3 separate regions of the Zea mays genome follow, and all the other regions are linked to region 1. The links are chromatin contacts, called in public Hi-C and HiChIP or PLAC-seq maps. All regions are on one chromosome and are shown on one strand. Each heading gives the region's core, a stretch centred on a gene start, on an enhancer-like site or on the middle of the called end of the contact. The rest is flanking DNA. Distances are from core to core; before and after follow the strand shown.

Evidence for each region. Hi-C and Micro-C count contacts between places; a contact is called where the count stands out from the background. HiChIP or PLAC-seq counts read pairs in DNA pulled down with a chosen protein or histone mark.
Region 2: a Hi-C map of tassel shows a contact between it and region 1, with 1.8 times the contacts expected there. The contact joins the promoter of LOC103634327 here to the promoter of LOC541901 in region 1. A contact is called at or near these places in 3 of 25 Hi-C or Micro-C datasets (ear, endosperm and tassel).
Region 3: an H3K4me3 HiChIP or PLAC-seq map of leaf shows a contact between it and region 1, with 2.6 times the contacts expected there. The contact joins the promoter of LOC100283328 here to the promoter of LOC541901 in region 1.

What each region holds. Positions count from the first base shown.
Region 1 is chr7:164,525,612-164,530,232 of Zm-B73-REFERENCE-NAM-5.0, reverse strand. LOC541901 reads right to left here and starts at 2,180. Exons shown (of 6, transcript NM_001111567.1): 1 at 2,020-2,180; 2 at 1,110-1,165; 3 at 913-1,004. The coding sequence starts at 2,087. LOC109940769 (a long non-coding RNA gene) reads right to left here and starts at 1,997. Exons shown (of 2, transcript XR_002263439.2): 1 at 1,793-1,997; 2 at 1,392-1,689.
Region 2 is chr7:164,721,861-164,726,481 of Zm-B73-REFERENCE-NAM-5.0, reverse strand. It overlaps LOC103634327, which reads left to right and starts at 2,802. Exons shown (of 9, transcript XM_020541732.2): 1 at 2,802-2,816; 2 at 3,965-4,192. The coding sequence starts at 2,802. It overlaps LOC103633275 (BTB/POZ domain-containing protein At3g22104), which reads right to left and starts at 1,331. Exons shown (of 3, transcript XM_008654972.4): 1 at 776-1,331. The coding sequence starts at 1,300.
Region 3 is chr7:164,384,193-164,388,813 of Zm-B73-REFERENCE-NAM-5.0, reverse strand. It overlaps LOC100283328 (60S ribosomal protein L24), which reads left to right and starts at 1,838. Exons shown (of 2, transcript NM_001156229.2): 1 at 1,838-2,164. The coding sequence starts at 1,965.

The DNA.
Region 1 (4,621 bases), core at 931-3,430:
AATGATACTTATCAAAAACAATTTGAAAAGAATAGGATAGTCACAAACATTGGAATGTGTTGTTCAAAAACAAACAAACATTTAATACGGTAATGGTAATTGGGCTAGTTCTAAAGTTAATGGGTCAATTAGAAACATGCCACTCAACTTTTGCAAAATTAGATAGCTAGTTCATTTGGATGCCACTAACATACCACTCAACTTTTGCAAAATTAGATAGCTAGTTCACTTGGTGAACTAGCTATCTAATTTTGCAGAAGTTGAGTGGCACGTATACAATTAATCCAAAGTTTAAGAGCCAGGTATTTTACTGTAGCTTCTCGATATTTTTGGTCCCTGAGACTAAGTTGACTTATGGAATATGTACTCCCAGCAATACTGGGAGCCATAACATATAGTGCAACTTCAAAGCTAACAGTCATATATACTGCCAAAGAAACATCTACAAAAAAAAATTGAATGAAAGTGGCAGGAGCACTGCCTATCAATTAAGGAGGAAGTACATAAAAAGAAGACGGGTCACCAAAGGCCGGCCCACAAAAGAGGGGGGGAGGGGGGGGGGGGTCACACATACAAATTGCTCCCGCCGGAGCACCCCAACACAACCCAAGAATTAAAGAGAGAGAATTTGCCCTTTTGAAACCAGTTTTCAAAGCATCATGCTAGGCAATGGTAGTTCATATATGGAGATTCAGTGAGCCTTGTAATAGCTAGAGACCTGGTACCTTGTAATAGCTAGAGATCTGCTATTACAAGGTACTAGGTAATTTGGGACTTTATGGCTCATGACTTTAATCTCAAACATAAGGGGAAAAACAATCACCGGAAATTTAAAACCTTTGCCTGGTATGCAATAAAATAGACAAAAAAAACATCATAGAAATGCAGAGTACAAGAAATAAAAAAACAAACCTGAAGTAGCAGCTCATATTTTGAGTTGAAAAGGAACACACTGAATGCCCTATGTAGCAGATTCTCAGAATCAATCTTTTCCATCAAATGGCCTAACATGACAAATAACAAATCAAGTACTGTTCCACAAACCAGTTCAAACAACATTAATAGGGTGCAGAAATTAAGTAGATAAGCAGAGCAGAATAGAATCTTACAGTTGTACTTTGACTCATGGCCAACAACATTGTCCTGCTCGTCCACCAAAATGCATCTGTGGGAAAAAAAATCAAGCAAGCATTGTCAAGAAGAATTGTCAGTGAATCACTTGAATATGGCGAAAAGATCATGTACTATATCATAAGAAAAACGTGAGGAACTGATCCACAAATTCTACAGGTTTCTCTTCGATCCAGGTTCACCCACATGGATCTCCACAATCCACTTAAAATTTTGTACTATAATAACTTCCTAAAAGAGCCACTTTGTAAGTATAGCAATGCCCTAACTTTGGAGAGTACTCACCGTCCAGGATTTACTGAACACTATTCACATCAACTATGCACTCCACAACTTAAATGATTCATAAAGAATTACTCATCTACCCGTCGTCAATTAAACAAAAAGGACATCCATAACCAGATCATTTAAAAAAAACTTACTGAACCTGAATTCCAGATGCAAAAACAAAAACAGTTCAGTTATAGTACCTACCTCCTTACATCGACCTACTGAGCCTAGTGCATACTGGGCAGGCACGGCATGCCCGGAATTTTGGCGCAGGACAGTCCTGTCCGGCTAACCCCACAGCACGAGTATAGGACGAAACAGCGCATCAAACAAGTGCGACGGTGAGACTAAAACGTGGTACAGTATATCACTGGCACAAAGTCAAACATACTGAACAGCCTCCGTGACCCAAACCGTGCCCGCGTTCCGATCGCGGCGAGATCCGGCGGAGCAGGCAGCTGTGCAACCGCGAACGAAAGCCCCGCCCCCAGGCGCCAGAAAAATCGAGCAAATATCGATGCGCGTAACCGGAACAGGTGGGGGACAAGCAGATCGTGGAGGAGGAGCGAAAATTAGCTGGAGGAAGGAGAAGGAGTCGGGGAAGGAAAGAGGGCTCACTCGTCTTCGAACATGAGGCGCTTCTGGACGGCGTCCATACCAGCGTCGTCGACCACTGCGGCAGCCATGCCGACCTCTCTCTCCAGGTCCTAGGGGTCGCGTCGGGCGGGCGGAGGAGCGGGACGCGACGGCGAAGGCGTTTGCGGCTGCCGGGGTGTGCGCGGAATGTGTGCAGGCGTGCGGAGGGGCCCGGGCGGATGAATAAATAGAAACAGGAAGGGATTGGCTGGCGGCTGGCGGCTGGCGGCTGGCGGACGGCGTGGCGGGGCCCCAAATGTCTGTGGGCCTGCCTGCGGGCGGAGATTCTCCGGTCCGCATCAGCCACCGGTTTTCTGAGACCATTTCCTTCCTCGTCCTCCCGCGGCCAAAACATGTGCCGGACTAAATTTGGATCCGGACACACAGTAGAACAGGAATTGCCAAATCATATTTGGTCCATCAAATATGAGTTTCTCTTTCACTTATTACCATATTCACTTCCCTTTTCGATTGACATGATGATTTCAGGAGAACAAGAACATCAAAACACTATAAAATCGATCTTAGGCTAAGGCTACAAATAGAGTGATGATATTAGAGGAGGGGATTGTGGACTACAACAATCAGAGGACGACCATTAGAAGGGTTAGGTGGAGTGGAGGGCGCTAGCTCTAGTGAGCTAGCGCGACGAGGGTGTACTATTGAACTATAGCACTGTTGGCGCGACGAAGAAGACGACGGGAGGAAGAAGAAATAAAGAGAGCGGTTGGATGAAATGTTGATATAGATCAACGACTCAAATTTAAGGGTTAGTCATTTTTAAAAATACGTTCGCTTTTAATTGTTACACGTAGTGTCGGTTCGGGAAGCGACAAAATTAGTCCCCTTCTCTGACATTACTTTTATGATAACTTTTCTTTTCCGTGTCTATCCATCATTGGTGGATAATTTTTAAGAACTTATATACATATGCTCTTTCTTCAAGAAAACTTCATCTAATACATCCTTCCTAGTAACATTTCATAGTTTATGGTAAAATACTCAAGTGTGATCATGGAAATGTTAGTCTATTTAAGCATTGCTTAATGCTATAGTGTTATACTATGGAAATCATGTATGTATATTTTGCACGGACCACTGAACTAAAAGTAACCAATTATTTACCATTTAATATCTAGGGAAACAGTGGAGGGCTATTTGGCATGGTTTTATTTTTTCTCCACCTCTTTGCTACAGTGTACGGAGGAGACAAAGCCAGTAAATTTAAAAAAATTGTGGTTTTACATGTTTCTAATTTATTTTGAGAGGGAGATAAAAAATAGCTCGAGTTTAGTACCAGTTTTGATGTGTCGGAACTTCACCAAACATGGTCTAAATACATATAGACCCTTGGCAATCTATAAATTAGGCAATTTTGATGTGAAGGTGAATATATTGTCTAAAGAGGGCAAGAAGTTAAACCACCACATCTTGTTTAGTGCTAGTTTTTTGACATCCAAATATCATGCTGAAGATGTTTATTCTCTACTTACCTAAAATATGACGAATTTTAGCTCGTCCTAATTCAAACTATTCTAGATTTGAATAACTTTATCGATAATCGTATTACTGATTACAATGTTTACAATCTGTAAGTATATATATGCCATTTTATAAGATATTTAAAAATACTTATTTATTGCCACATATTATTATTATTATTATTATTACTATTATTATTATTACTGATGATGTTGCTGCTGGAAAACTTAGTCAAACTGAGGTTAGTATCATTTGTAGCATAACTCAAACCTCGTTATATTTCAGGGTAGTCACCGTCGGAAAACCATGAGCTAGGTACACATGTATGAGAGTTGAATTAACATTGAGAAGAAAAATGAAATATTGTTTAGGGTTAGTTTGGGAACTCCATTTTCTCAGGGAAAATGAAGTAATTTTTTCGGAAAATAGAAATCTCTCGAAAAAATGGGATTACCAAACTGGCCCTCAGACTAGTAATAATTAGATTCTTAGTTAAATCTGGCCAACACTTATAAAGTCCGGTCAATGCTGCCAAGATTTTGCGAGCCAAACATTAGCAAATGTTGATTGCAATTAGTTTCGGAAATATTTGTTGCAATCTGTTCCAAAAAAGAGGTCGCGACGAAAATTACCACTCGTAGCAACGAGGATGTTTTTTTCCATGGCACATGATCCAGAGACCCATAGACTAGAGAGTGAGAGTGTTTCTGCAGTCTGCCTCACATGTTGGTTTGGTAGCTCAGAGTCTACCTACATAGACACATGTTAAAGATGTTTGTATGTCTCATATGGTGGATCTGATCACAGTCATACATTAAAACACACTAGTAAAGTACCTATACATTATTATGATTTTCATTTATGCTTATGTATAGATATAAAATATAAAGACATGTGTGTTATGTTGGATAGGTGAGTGTGAATATGAGTTTAGAGCCAACAATTATGGTTTTGAATCCATATCCATACATAATTTTATTATTTTATTATTATTTAAATGTGAGGGAGTACAATGAAGGTTTTCTATATATCGTATAGGTAGACTTTGTTTTAATGAAACACAAAGATATGTGTATTTTATTGGTTAGGTGAGTGTGAATGT
Region 2 (4,621 bases), core at 1,553-4,052, 200 kb before region 1:
AAATCAAGGGCAAAACATTCGGAAAGGCCTGAAAGGAAGGGTTGGACGCGACCGAATTGGGGAAGACGATGCCAAGGTAGGTGGTGCCAAAAAAAAAATTGGGGGCTATCTGGAGGTAACTACAAGAGGGAAGAATCGAAGCAGGTTCGATTCCAACAGGATATGGCAGGCTTCACTTCACTCGTCCACAAGGCCTAGACGTCCACAAGAAACAAGCGGCTAGACAGTACACAACAGTGAGTCCATCCAAAACAGAGCCGCTAGGCTGTGGACAGCAAGCTGCCAATCTGGGGAAAGAGTACAACAACAACAACAACAAAAAACATCGACACCATCGTCGTCGTCGTGGTGTATGGAGAGAAACATGAGCACCAGAGCAGAGCAAGAAGGGACCTAGACCTTGATGGCCTAGCCTAGCCTAATCCATGGCGGAGGAGCAAGCAAAGAACATGAACATGGGGCAGGAGAGAGAGAGCCGCAGGCCGCAGCGCAGCGCACCTTATCAACGAAGAAGAGCTCCTCGCCGTTCACATCCACCTCAAGGACGACACCGACACGGCTCATCTTTCCGGCGCAAGCGCAACTTAGACTCGTCGTTCCTTCCTCCCCTCCCGATCCCGCGAGCAATTTGAACTTTAAAGCAACATGGCGACGAAGCGAGGCAAAAAAAAAAAAAAAGGCTGCGGCGATGGGGATGGAAGCAGGGGGGGGGCGGCGGGATGCGGCACCCACGCAGAAAGCCCAAGCCGCCAAATGGCTAGACGCCCAAGCGCACCTGATGCTCTGAGCAGTCAATGGCTCGGCTCAGACGGCGACGGGCGGGGCCAAACGAAGTTGGTGGATCCTGAGCTGCTCCTGCTCGCGCCCTGACTGACACCCTCTGCCGTGCTGCGAGTACTGCGAGTGTGGAGCTTTGCAGGGAGGGGGGGAGCTTTGGGGAATATGTAAGGCTGGTTCCTGATTTTTCTCTGCCCTGCCCTTTGCACTCGCACGTATCATATACTGTAGCTGTAGTGTGTGCCTGGCCTGGCCACTCGGGTGCTATGCGGCTATGCCTGCCTGTGCTGCTGCGGGAGTCCTTTCCCTGCACCAAAGATATGGGCAACAAAAAGATGGTGGGAGAGAGAAGAATGGAGGTGGTTTTTGGATTTGTTACAGGAATACCCGATGGGTTTGGTGTTGATGAAGAAGACTGGATCCCTGAAAGAGATAGCACCAGCAGCAGCAGACAGGTATAGGCAGAAATGCGTTGTTTATGCGTCGACTGAGATTGCAAGCAAAGAGCATCTGAGTTGGTCATTTCCACGTGACATCGAGATTGTCTGATCCTCCCACACGAGATCATGTTCTTTACTACTTTCGCTTGGGTTGCTGGTTTAAGACGACAAGGATTTGAAAACCTGGCTCTGTTTGGATTCATAGTACCGTCAGAATGAATATTTATAGCATGTTTGTTTGGCTTTAATTCGTATCGATTTTTATTATTTTTACAGTGTTTTGGCTCTATATATTACAACTGCAATAGTCTAGATAATTGACCTTAATATTTGTAGACAGCAGAGACAAACCCTCCTTCAGCCTACGTAACAGGTTATTTGACTTAGTTACAGCCAAACAAACCTTATCTTTCTTCAAAACGAGAAAAAAATTCCTGGTTCAATATGCTACTACAAAACAGCGCATCGCAAGTGCGCCTGTCTCTTTTCCAACTTTCTGGAGGTAATAAGGACAAAACTCCAGATCATCTTCCAAAGATGCATGAGGCCGCATCCGCACCTACTACGTTGATTTATTTACCGTTACAACTAACAGCAAGTGTTCCAAGGTGCTTTAAAATGCACAAATGGGTCATGTACTAATGCAAACTAGAAAAAAAAACAAATACTACAGAAACTAAAAAAAAAGAGAACAAGTTGAAAGCTCGAGTAGTCATCCTTCGTGGGGATGTTTCCTAATGTTGACGGAAGGCGTTCCTTGTCAAAAAAAAATGCGCACAGACACGGCAGATATTTTTTTGCGGGCGTCAAATCACGCACAAGATATTATGAACTTATGAAACTGAAGAACATTACCCGTATTTATTGTTAAACAAGGAAGATTATCATGATCGATATGTAATCTCGACACGTGCTGTACAATATCCTGCGCGTTCGGATAGTGAGGACTGGGATCACCCGTAGTAATTGCCAATGACGCATTGTAATCTTACCTCGTATGTTACGTCATGAATAGAGATGGCAATGAGAAACTGATCCCTGATTCTTCGCTGGAAATTTCTCAATTAGATAATGGCGCGAGGATATAAATGGAGAAATTGTATTCTCGGATGGCTAAACGGGGACGGAGATGGCAGAACGTTCCCGATTTCTCCGCGACAGGGATCGATCGCTACGGAAATTCGTTTGCGTGCAGGCAGAGGTCGTTTCTCAGTTGCAGCGGCCCATATTTAAGAGTTGGCAGTGCTACTGGAGTGGTGTTCTGATGGATGTGTCATCTTTAGAGAATCGTGAGCAAATTTTTTAACCTGATTCGACTCGACACTGGAAGACTGCCGGATGAGGGGGGGCCCGGCCGGTGGCAGTAAACGCCCGGACAATTGGCTCACGTACATATTGTAGTGTAACATAAAACCGAGCATCGTGACGCTGGCATGTGCTACAATTACATAGTAGCGCTAGTGCTACAACTACACGGATAGTGCTATACGGTTACGGTCCTCGTGACCCAGCCGTTCCCACTGCGGTCCACGTGCCATTTGGCAGTGGCCGCTGTTGGTTATGGATTCGGTTGGCCGCCGCCCAATGGCTGCTGATCTGGTGCGTACACAAGCACGAGACGATGCCCTGCCGCCCGTTCCCACTGCGCTATGTTTGTGTTCCCATCCCCAATCCCACACAAACGGATAATAAAGGCGGGGCAACAGCGGGCCGTGCAGCGAGGGGAGTGGGGAGGGGGTCTCAGATTCGTGGGCTTGTCTTGTAGCGGAGTGAGGACAGGACCTCTCTCCCCTCGTGGGCCGCCGCTAAACATCTTCAGACATGCGGGGTAAACGGCATGACAGGAGGCAGTCGAACGGTTGACTTGCATAAACTGTAAATTAGCCCATACTACGTACTGACTGTAAAGCGTCAAGTGTTTACAGAGGGACAACTCTGACAGCCCTGATGTGCATGGGGTTCATTACATACATGTACTAGTATAAAGAAAAAAAGAAAAGTGCATGCATTGCATTGCATTGCATGGTCCATGGGCACTCGAGTGCCTTTTTAGGCCGCGGGGCTTTGTTTCTTCCTCGGCCTTTTTGGATGCTCTCCGAGAAGCTAAAACAAAGATTAAATAAAGGATGCTGAGCACAGTGTCCACTGTCCAGCGCAGTGCAGAGTGTCCCTCCCACCGTCGGCCGCGCCTCATCCGGCCCACACCACACGGGTGATCGATCTACCCACGCCGCTTACTTGCAAATGCTTCTCTCTCTCTCATGGCGTAGCATGGTGTTAAGTTCATCTTAAAACGCAGGGCACTAGTCCACGTCTGTTTGATTGTATCTAACCCAGTCTTATTCCTAACCCCCCCCCCCTACTATAGATGAGACGCGGAGTGGTGGCAAATTAAGGGCTCTTGTGCGTTTGAATGAAACCGAACGAACTGCTGGTGTTCTCTCTCTCTCTGTGTGTGTGTGCGTTCACCGGTGAATTGAATCAACAGGCGAGGAGTGGCAGCAGCGCACCGCAGCAGCCAGCAGGATGGAGAAGAATATGCTCGTCACCTAGTCCGTGACAAACAGACTCTGGCCTTTTCTCCTCCCAATCTCCTTTGTCTGCAAAGGCCACCACGAGGCGCAAACCATCATTCATGTTGAAAAGTGTAGAAAAGGGATAGCTGCTGCTGCTGCTGCGTGCTGGTCTCCACAAACACCTCTCTGTGGAGTGTGGACTGGACTGTGCTGTGCTGTGCATGCATGCAGGGAGGGAGGGACCAGGCAGCCAGGCTGCAGCGAGCGGTGGCAAACAACCAGCTGGTCAGGCCACGCTTGGTGCTGGTGGTGTGCTGCACCGCATGCCTAAACGAGGCGTTGGCCGTCGGTGTACGTACTCGGGGCCGGAAGCCGGAAACGAAGGAGATAGCAGCTCCAGCAGGCTCCTCCCTGTCTCTGATGCGTGCCGTGCGTTGCTCGCTCGGCGCCGCCCGTCCGGTACTACGGAGTATTAGCATTTAATTCCTCGTGGACGCCACATTCTCAACTGTCGCGCGGACTCCGACGCCGGACATGCGCTGCGCGGCCCTCAGTCAGAGTCATGGTCGGTCGCGCTGCCCCTGCCAGGTCCAGGTCCAGGCCCAGCGCATCGCCCATGGGAGTCCAATCGTCACGTGGCGTGCATCCGTGTGCGTACCAGACAGCGGGCCGGCGGGGGGAAGATGTGTGGTCCGACGTGGGCGCGCGCGCGCCAACGGAGTCCGGAGGGCGGCCGTGCCCGTACGTGCTCGCTCCATTTGCATCATGTTGCCATTCTGATACAGCTAATTGCCTTTACTCTGTCCGGAACACTGTACTGCCAAGCTAGCTAACATCACTATATTACCTTTAGTTAAAAGACGCTCCGGTTTCAGTCTCTCCCCGCGT
Region 3 (4,621 bases), core at 589-3,088, 140 kb after region 1:
GAAGGGGGGAAGAAGCCGGAGGGAGACATGCGTAAAAGGGGAAACCCGCGGCCTTCGTGTTTGTCCCGCGCCCAGGTCGGGTGCACTTGCAGTAGGGGGTTACAAGCGTCCACGCGGGAGGGAGCGAGCGGCTTACGCGAGCGCCGTCCCGTCCTTCCCCGCGCGGCCAACCTTCTGTATGAGGGCCCTGGACCTTCCTTTTATAGGCGTAAGGAGAGGATCCAGGTGTACAATGGGAGGTGTAGCAGTGTGCTAACGTGTCTAGCAGAGAGGAGCTAGTGCCCTAAGTACATGCCGTCGTGGCAGCCGGAGAGGTCTTGGCACCCGGTTCGTGTGGTGTCGTGGCCGTCGGAGGAGCGCTGGAGCCTGGCGGGAGGACAGCTGTCGGGGCTGTCGAGTCCTTGCTGACGTCTCCTTGCTTTCGTAAGGGGGCTGAGAGCCGCCGTCGTCATAGAGCATGTGGGCGCCATCATTACTTGTTTACCGGGACGAGCCAGATGGGACGCCGGTCTTGTTCCCCGTAGCCTGAGTTAGCTTGGGGTAGGGTAATGATGGCGCCTCCTGTGACGTGGTCGGTCCGAGCCCTGGGTTGGGCGAGGTGGAGGCTCCTCCGAGGTCGAGGTCGAGTCTGTCTTCCGAGGCTGAGGTCGAGTCCGAGCCCCTGGGTCGGGCGAGGCGGAGACCGTCGGCTGAGGCCAGGGCTGAGTCCGAGCCCTGGGGTCGGGCGATGCGGAGTTCGTCGTCTTCCGGGGCTGAGCCCGAGTCCGAGCCCTGGGGTCGGGCGAAGCGGAGCTCGTCGTCTTCCGGGGCTGAGCCCGAGTCCGAGCCCTGGGGTCGGGCGAAGCGGAGTTCGTCGTCTTCCGGGGCTGAGCCCGAGTCCGAGTCCTGGGGTCGGGCGAAGCAGAGTTCGTCGTCTTCCGGGGATGAGCCCGACTCCAAGCCCTGGGGTCGGGCGAAACGAAGTTTGTCGTCTTCCGGGGCTGAGCCCGAGTCCGAGCCCTGGGGTCGGGCGATGCGGAGTTTCCCATGGCGCCTGAGGCCGGACTTGACTGCTGTCAGCCTCGCTCTGTCGAGTGGCACAACAGTCGGAGCGACGCAGGCGGCGCTGTCCTCTTGTGAGGCCGGTTAGTGGAACAGCGAAGTGACTCCGGTCACTTCGGCTCTGTCGACCGAAGGGCGCGCGTCAGGATAAGGTGTCAGGCCACCTTTGCATTAAATGTTTGCGTTAAATGCTCTTGCGATACGGTTAGTCGGCGTGGCGACTTGGCCAAGGTTGCTTCTTGGCGAAGACTGGGCCTCGGGCGAGCCGAAGGTGCGTCCGTTGCTTGAGGGGGTCCTCGGGCGAGACGTGAATCCTCCGAGGTCGGCTGCCCTTGCCCGAGGCTGGGTTCGAGCGAGGCGAGATCGTGTCCCTTGAGTGGACCGAGCCTTGACTTAATTGTACCCATCAGGCCTTTGCAGCTTTGTGCTGATGGGGGTTACCAGCTGAGATTAGGAGTCTTGAGGGTACCCCTAATTATAGTCCCCGACAGCAGTCATAGAAATTAAAACGTATAGATTAATGAAACCAATAAACGTAAAGTGTAAGGAACAAATTTTAATGGTAACTATGCTAACAACTGCGTCATTTTTTTTAAAAAATTGGATGGCTCTATAAATAAGAAACATTCATATCTGATATATGCAAGCTAAAATTCAACATAAGCATAACCTAAAAATGTTGGGAGCAACAACATACATTAGGCCCATTAACTATTTTTCTTATACATGTGGCCCAGCCAACACTGATACAACGGCCCAAAGCCCAATATTGCAGCCCTAGCGCTAGCGGCCAGCTGAGTGGAAGCATCTCCGCCTCTCGTCCAGCGCCCTGCCGCCCTAGGCACCAAAACCTCGCAAGGCAACCGCCCGCCGGCGCCGCCGTCGTAGCAAGAGAGTCAGCTGAGGATCAGAGGAGGGGGAAGATGTCGTTCCGGGCGCGGGAGATGTACAAGAAGGTGGTGCGGCGCGTGGGCGGCGAGGGGAAGCTGCCGGCGGAGCTTATGAAGTCGGTGAAGGACATGCTTCCCGACAGCAACGTCATCATGGGGCGGGCCAAGCGCGGCATCTTCGCTGGGCGACACATCCGGTTCGGGAACAAGGTCTCCGAGGACGGCGGCAACAAGTGAGGCATCTATCCTCTTCACCTCCGTAATTTTCCCCTTTGTCCTGATCCATGCGAGGCGACGTTGTCTGGAGAAATTAAGATGCACATTTTCCGAAACGAGGATTTAGACTTTGTGAATCGTGTTTAGAGTTAGCGGGTTGGGTGTTGAAGATTCCGGTTCTAGTCTTGTTCGGGAAACTTAGGATGCATCGACCTGGATGCGAGGCTGGAGCAAATAACCGAAAGAATTGGTCCTTGAAGAAAAATGCAACAAATTTCATAGAACTAGAGATTAGAGAGGGAATGTGCATGATCAAGGGTGACCACTATCTGGGAGAGCAGGGATGCATTGTCCGGTTTCCCCCCTCCCATCAGGTCTACCATTTTTGGAAATTATACTTGTCTGGCCAAACCAGTTTCCTTAGGGGCTGTTTGGATCCCATAGCTAAAACAAAATTGACTAAAGTTTAGGGGGTGTTTGGTTTCTAGGGACTAATTTTTAGTCCCTCCATTTTATTTTATTTTAGTCCCTAAATTGCCAAATATGTGTATTTGTCAATTTAGGGACTAAAATGAAATAAAATGGAGGGACTAATGGCCCGTTTGGTTACTTTAGTCCAGAGACTAAAGTTTAGTTAGGAGACTAAAATTTAGTCCCTACCCTGTTTAGTTATAGAGACTAAACTATTCAAAACACATTAAAAAAATCATAAAAGGACTAAAATACTCCTTATTCTCCTACTATTAGTGCAACTGAAATAAAGGAGGGACAATTTATATGGTTTAGTCCTTTTTAGTCATCCCTTGAGGGACTAGAGACTAAAAATTTTTAGTCCCACCGTTTGATAATTTAGGGACTAAATGAGACTAAAATGGAGGGACTAATCTTTAGTCTCTCAAACCAAACGGGGACTAAAAATTAGTCCCTAGAAACCAAACACCTCCACTTAGGAGCTAAAGATCCAAACATGAAGAGCTAAAAGTGACTACATGACTAAAATGGTAGTCACTTTTAGCTCTTCCTGTTTAGATATTTAACTCCTAAGTAACTAAACTTTAGTCACTTTTGGTTTAGCTCGTGGGATCCAAACAATGCATTATTACCCCGATGTAAGAATTGATAGTGCTTCAAACACTTTTGGGAACATTTGTCATTGATAGTTTGAATAACATATTCTTGATGATTGGAATGTCCGAACCAACATTTCTGGTCTGCCCAACACAACAAAACTTGCTAGTCTATGACATTGATGTTAACATCAGGAGTTACAATTTCCAAGCTGTCTCACAAGAGAAAATGGGCTTGCTTTGTTCTCTCTTCTGTTAGTGTAAATTCTTGACAGGGTGAACGAGGTACCACTGTGGTAGCATGTTTCCCTGCCATTGCTTGGATCTTTTGCTAGTTTAGGTTAAGCAGGCTTTAGGCAAGCTTTGCCCAAACTAGCTGAGCAAAGGGTGGCAAGATATGTTCTCATGTTTGGTTCCTAACCTTGTTCGCCTCCCTTTTTCCCCTTTTCCTTTTCTTCAACCTCCCACCAAATCAAATCCCAAATGAAATGGTCCAAAAAACTGACCATGGGAATTACGGCAAGCATGGCCAGCAGCCCAGCAGCATGACTCTGGCAACCTCCAATGTCTGTGCGGCCTCAACTTTCCCTTGTGCTTTACTGGTTCTCGTGCATCTCTCTGAAGACTGATTATGACACCAATATTGGTAGCAGGGCAGAGATCTTCTCTGATCTCTGTGATTTTTGTACCTGATCCTGATCATTGATTTTTGCTTCAATCTGAGCTACATGGCTTTGTTTTTTTTCCCTTTTTTTGTGTAACAGCTCAATTTTGTTGCTTCGCTATTTCGAGCTCAGGCAGAGCTCCATCGCTGCGACATCACGCTGAGGAAGCATATCATGTTTCATGTGTGACCTTGATCGCGCAGTAGAGCGGATTTGGCTCTTCTGCACGAGCAAGGATTTCCATGTCCAGCTGGGTGAGATTGCCAGGCAAAGTGAGTCTCTCGCTTGGTACCCAAACAGTGATCCTTGCTTAGCGAGGCATGACAAGGGGCTTGCCCAGGAACTAAACATGCTCTTAATGCCACACCCACATGACTTGATTATTTCATAGATTCCTCCAATTAAGTTAAAGCCATCAGCCCATCAGCCATCTTGAGAATAATAATCCCATAACCTTGCAACTCATTATCTCATGATCTCACCGTCAGTCTTAACACATCTGGTGCAACATGTTCACCTGCTTTTCATCACATATAAATAAATAATATGTCGCATTTTTATCTCTTGCCTTTTGTCTCCACTTATAATTCAATATTTTTTCAGAGGAATGTCTCGATAGGATACATTAAATCAATATCCACACTCAACTGGTTGATTGACTCATCATTAAAGCATATAGATTTGAGTTTTTTTGAACTACGGTATCCCGAACACTAGGCTTCTTAAAAATAGTATCCCAAAC